Linked DNA regions of Zea mays: region 2 is linked to region 1. Evidence: chromatin contacts called from public HiChIP or PLAC-seq data. All regions are on one chromosome and are shown on one strand. The core of a region is the stretch at or near the end of the contact, and the rest is flanking DNA. Distances in the headings are between cores, read along the strand shown.

What was found. HiChIP or PLAC-seq counts read pairs in DNA pulled down with a chosen protein or histone mark.
Region 2: an H3K4me3 HiChIP or PLAC-seq map of leaf shows a contact between it and region 1, with 3 times the contacts expected there. The contact joins the promoter of LOC103650275 here to the promoter of LOC103650276 in region 1. A contact is called at or near these places in 2 of 25 Hi-C or Micro-C datasets (ear and leaf) and 1 of 3 datasets of contacts at active chromatin or transcription factors (leaf).

The regions. Positions count from the first base shown.
Region 1 is chr3:110,670,586-110,673,446 of Zm-B73-REFERENCE-NAM-5.0, forward strand. LOC103650276 (probable serine/threonine protein kinase IRE) reads left to right here and starts at 1,475. Exons shown (of 12, transcript XR_002268055.3): 1 at 1,475-1,622; 2 at 1,890-1,953; 3 at 2,029-2,861.
Region 2 is chr3:111,305,921-111,308,781 of Zm-B73-REFERENCE-NAM-5.0, forward strand. It overlaps LOC103650275 (ubiquitin carboxyl-terminal hydrolase 8), which reads right to left and starts at 1,451. Exons shown (of 13, transcript XM_008675884.4): 1 at 1,153-1,451; 2 at 813-1,040. The coding sequence starts at 1,280.

The DNA of each region.
Region 1 (2,861 bases), core at 225-2,724:
AACAAGCAATGAACGTGAGTGTCTTATTTATTCTCAACACGCTCGATATTGGTTCTATAACTAATATATTATATTTGCAACAGTCTTGGTTTCCACAGCAGGCACAGCAGCAACCATTTGTTTTCCCTCAATTTCAGCCGCCGATGCCTCAGTGGGGATTACATGCTCCGCCACCTCCACCTCCACCTCAGGTTATTCAATTTAGTTAAGACTTGTCGTTTGTATCAACCTAATTGTCAAATCTTTACTAAACTTGATTTTGTAGGGATCCGGGGTCATGGGCCACAACACGCCACCACCGGTCATACCAGCACCAGGAGCTTATGCAGGGGAGGGAGCTTATGCAGGGGAGGGAGCTTATGCAGCAGAGGTTAGTTTGAGAAACAATTTGTTTGAATAGTTGTTATACATGTAACCAATGCCGTTATTAATGTCATCTTTTTTTTAGGATCCAACCCCGTTACACGACTTCGTCGACCAGTTATTGGCTTCTGGAGGTAGTGGACACAACTCCAACGACCCCAATGTGTGATTAAGTTAGCTTTGTGTCGCACTGTGTTGTAATGAACTATTTTGTGGACTTTATGTTTGTATGGACTATTTGTGGACTTTATATTTGTATGGACTCAAGTTTTAGGTTGTGAACTCAAGTATAAATTTTCTGTGATTGTATGGAATTTCTGTTATCGTATGAATTTTGTATGAAATTCTGTTATTTTTCGCATTTTTTTCAAAATTTTTTTGCTCTGAAATTAGTAATTTTCGGCGGCCCCTCTGGCCGCCGAAAATAGCTATTTTATTTTCGGTAGTTGTTATTTCTGGCGGCGACTGGCTGGCCGCCGAAAATAATCTGCTATTTTCGGCGGCCAGGAAGCCAGCCGCCGAAAATAAGCTATTTTCGGCGGCCAGCCATTGGCCGCCGAAAATAAAGCCTTATTTTCGGCCAGGTTTTTTTGGCGGCCAGAAGCCGCCGAAAATAAGTCAATTGCCGCCGAAAATAGCCTATTTTCGGCGGCAACTGGCTTATTTTCGGCGGCTTCTGGCCGCCGAAAATGACTGTAGCTGTTGTAGTGGATGTAATATTGAAAAATCCTAACTATGCTCTTGGACAGTCGTCGCTCCTCTTCTAAGGCCGTCGCTTCCAGGAATGTGACGCCGACGCCGAACCCAACCTGTAACCCACCGCCGCCGCCGCCGCCGCCGCTGGCCATCGGTGGTCATGCCGTTGCTTCTGGCTGCCATCACCTAGGGAGTCATGCGGGGAGAGCTAACGGGGTGAGCGGGTGGTGGACATACACTGTATATATAAGCGGGGATTTTTCTCTGGCTGGCGGGTGGGACCCTCTTACGTCACGTACACGAGAAGGAGCGATACGCCACGCGTGTCCGAGGAACACGTTAGACCGCTCCACTCTAGTGGGTAGGCTAACAGGTGGTCCACCTATCTACCCCGTTACCCCTCCGTCCCCTCGTTTTTAGTTCCTCCTTGGCAACACTAAACACCTGATGTTAAAATTAGCACCTCATGATGAAATTACATGGGAAAAAGTGTCCCCGTTATTAGTTTTATATTTACATAGGTAAGTTTTGATCGATCGTCGTCTGTCTTCTCCATCGGGTAGGTACGTTATGACTATCAAATCCGCTCACGTACGTCATATGATTTTCTTCTTGTTCAATCGATTCACCGGTCATCACATTCCCACGAAATTGCTAGAACAATACCTCTTGTCTCCGAACAGTTCTTACAGTGTCTTATTTTGGTCTTGTTGTAGTGTCTCCGAACAATCCCGTGAAAATGAAAATCGTCACCATCACGTCCAAATGCTTACCTGGTCGCGTATTTAAATTGTATAAAAAATGATCAGATTTTATCGATTTGTTTGAAGCATGTAATTAAGATGCTGGAGGGCGAGGAATTTGCTGGCCTGCGCGCACGTTGCGATCATGGAGGTAAACAATTGAGGAATGCGGTGGCCGCGTACGTGCTTTGATATGATGCTATAATACGCCTGATCTGATTCGTAGAAGGACGGCGGCGGCGGGCGCGGGCTGCCGGCGGCGATGGTGGACGGCGGCGGGCGGGAGATGGACTCCCCGCGGTTCCGCGCGATCCTGCGCGCCACCAGCGGGCGCCGGAAGCGCGCACCCGAGGTGAAGAGTTTCTCGCACGAGCTGAGCTCGAGGGGCGGCGGCGGCGGCGTGCCGGCGATGCGCAAGATGGTGCGCGGCGGCGGGCTCGGCAGCACCACCCCGGAGGAGTTCATCGGCGCCATCCGGACCAAGTTCATCCGCCTCAAGGAGGAGGTGGACAGCGAGCTGGGCGTCTTCGCGGGGGACCTCGTCGACATGCTGGCGCGGTCGGGCGACCACCGGGACGACTGTCGCGTCGCGCTGGAGGACCTGCTGGTGGTGGCACAGCGGTGCGCGGAGATGAGCCCCGAGGAGCTGTGGACCCGCTGCGAGGGCGTAGTGCAGGGCCTCGACGACCGCCGGCAGGACCTCCCCGCAGGCCTCCCGAAGCAGGCGCACACGCGCATCCTCTTCATCCTCACGCGCTTCACCCGCCTCCTGCAGTTCCGCAAGGGCGCCGCCGCGGGGTGCCGCTACGCCGCCGACGCCGACGACGACGACAGGCACAACGTGCTCGGCCTGCACAACCTCAGCGACCTCGGCCTCTACCCGATCCACGTCGACGGCGGGGATCTCGGCCCCAAGAGCACCTCCAGCCTCACCGAGCTCAAGGAGCGCCTCATCAGGCGGCGAATGTTGGAGCACAGGCAGCTCACCGTCGACTTCTCCCCGGCTAGGATCTTTTCGCCGTTCGGGGACGGGTCGGCCGTTGACGGCCACTCCCCGAG
Region 2 (2,861 bases), core at 201-2,700, 640 kb after region 1:
ATATGTTTCAGTTGTCCTAGACTTCAAAATGTTCCGCGAGGTAGCACAATATTTCTTACTGTCAGCAGCCATCCATCCTGGTGAAGGCCACAGGGCAACGCCAGATTTCTTGCTCTGAGTTGCTTGAGCCTTTGATGCACCCCTTCAAGGCAACTTAAACTTTGGAGTTGGAGCAACTACAGCCTATTAATACACCACAAGCTTTGCATTTGCGTTGACCACATCGGCGTTCAAAGTACTGACACGTGAGGAAAGAACCAGTGCTTTATTGCACAGCTCAGCAAAGGAAGAAGGCTTCCAGCGTTGCACTATGGGCTCCTTTTGGAAACTCCTTAAATGCAGCCGTTACTAGAATGTCGGAATAACCGAACACTAACATGTAGGGATTCACATCCATCCAACCGGAAAACAGCTCTCGTTGCCGCGCGAACAACATGCACGTTAACCAATCGTCGGCAACCGGCGCCGCCGTGAAAATGAACAGTTACCCTAGATCATCCTCCTCACTTGTACCCAGCAGCAAGTCTAACGCCTTGAAAACCTAGGAATGTCATATTCGATGTACGAAATCGTATATCAGGGTTACCATCGTGGTGTGCAGAATTGCAGGCAGCTGACTACCTAAAATCACCTAGGCCTGTCATTAGGCATGTAGGTCAATATGAGCTGATCATCCTACGCATTGCTGAGTACTACGCCCGCTCAGACATGAAACTCGTGGGGAATTCGAGGCATTGCCTATCATACAGCCATTCAAAGGAAGAAGAGTAATGAGAAGGAACACAAGAAAAACAGGGAGACGGTCGTCTCACCATTCCCGTGCCTTTGAGAACAGGTCGGCCGGGAGGAGCGCGTAGCTCCTGGCGGCGAAGGAGGCGGTCTGCTGCAAGAGCTCGTCGGCGCGGCGGAGGGTGTATGTTTGGTCGGAGAGGAACATGCTGAGCACCCTCATGCCGTAGGAGGTAGGTCCAGCAGGCGCGGCCGCGTAGGGCAGACCAGGCACGTTGATCGCCAGCCCTTGCTGCGCCTCCTTCCACCACCTGTGTCACCCATCGCTATGTCGTCACGAGGCCGTGCCTGCGCCTGCCGGACGCGCCACCCACCCAGGATCGGGCGGGCAGCGGGCTAGGGTTACGGGGTGCGTGCGCTCACCTGAGTGGCACAAGGAAGACGCGGTCGTCCTCCTCCTCATCGGCGGCCGCGGCGGCGGGCGGTGTGGCCGCGGCGGGATCCGACGGGTCCAGCGGCGGGAGCGGCGGCGGGTCCGGGGGCGCGGGCATTGCGGCCCGAGCTCCGCAGCGGGCGCGGCGGCGGGGCGAGGGGCTGGGATCGTCGTCGGGACGGAACTGGAAACGGAAAGGGGAAAGGAGGGGAGGGGAAGGGATGCGTGTGGGAGGGGAGCGAGCGGGCTTGGGGGTGGGGGCGTGCTGGGCCTGAAGTGAACAAGAAGGCGCCTGCCTGTGTTGGTCTGCCGAGTGGTGCTGGTGAGGAAGCAGCCGGAGGCCGGAGCCGCGTGCGTGGGGTGGGGCCGTGGGGGTGGCTCGTCAGATCGGATCGATCAGCATCGCGTTTGGATCCGGAAAAGGGATTCGTTTGGGCCGGGCCTACGTGTCAGAGGTAGTATATCCTGGCGTCGTGCTTTCGTTCACGTGTCATGCCTATCTCGCAGATACGCAGATACAGGGCATGTTTGGTTTGCTGCCTAACTTGCCACACTTTGCCTAACTTTTGTGCCTAAGGTTAGTTCTTCAATTCGGACGACTAACCTTAGGCAAAGTGAGGCATAGTTAGCCACGAACCAAACATGCCTACAGTGCTTGACCCGCTTCCCGTGTGATTATAACCTGTGGTGGTGTCCAAACGATGGATAGATGTCGCGCCGTGTGATCGATTCCGCCTAAGCGTGCTATCTTAACAAGAAAATGACCTTTTCCACGAATGAGCGTGTCCACGAACATGCTTCCGCGTCCAAATATATGCGCTCAGCATAGGCTCTAAATTTTACACTATTTAAAATATAAGAATTATATTATATTAATTTTTAGATTAAAATTAATTAAAGGTCTAAATAGATCGTGGACAAATGTTTGAACCGTGATTTATTACCATAGTAAGATATGCAACGAGGCAGCTAATTCTTAGTCTAGTTTTAACCCTTCTAAAAGCAACTCTGGTAGTTACGTAAAACACTTCCTAAATATTGATTTATACGGAGTTGTTAAGAAAAACGTTTTTCCAATAGTTATGTAAAACACATCCTAAATTTACAAAACACCCTAAATTTCTCTAAAACATCCCTACATTTGGCAACTTTTTATGAAGCTTCTTAAATCCACTACACCAATTCCATCGTGAAAAAATAATTCTGCGCATGCGCAGCTAGCGATTAAACAACTGTTGATGTAATGAACGGCCGCACATGCAAAACTCACAACTAAACAATTGTGGCAGCAAATCAAAAGACCAATGCAGCTCACCAGGTTGAAAGTTGTTGTCGCTCACGAGGTCATAATTTTCAAGTCGTGTTGCGGATTAGAGATAAAACAAAAGGAGAAAAATAAGACGGTCCCACTCAAATTAATAACATAGTGTCGGGGAAATGATCCCCTGTCCCTAGGACCTGCCAGTCAAAGAGTGCGCTGAGGGAAGGGCTGAAAGTCACCTAGAGAACTTAGAGTTTTATAAACTTTGAATACAAACTTCACCTGGGGTTAGGGTTAGATGAAATCGGTGTGCGGAAGAGAGTTCTTCTTGCTATGAGTTGCTCAATCAATATGGATAACTTTGGGAACTAACTCAAAAAGATTGCAAGCAAGAGAACTTAGAGAGAGGGGACAGAAAGAATCAAATAGTAAGGTAAT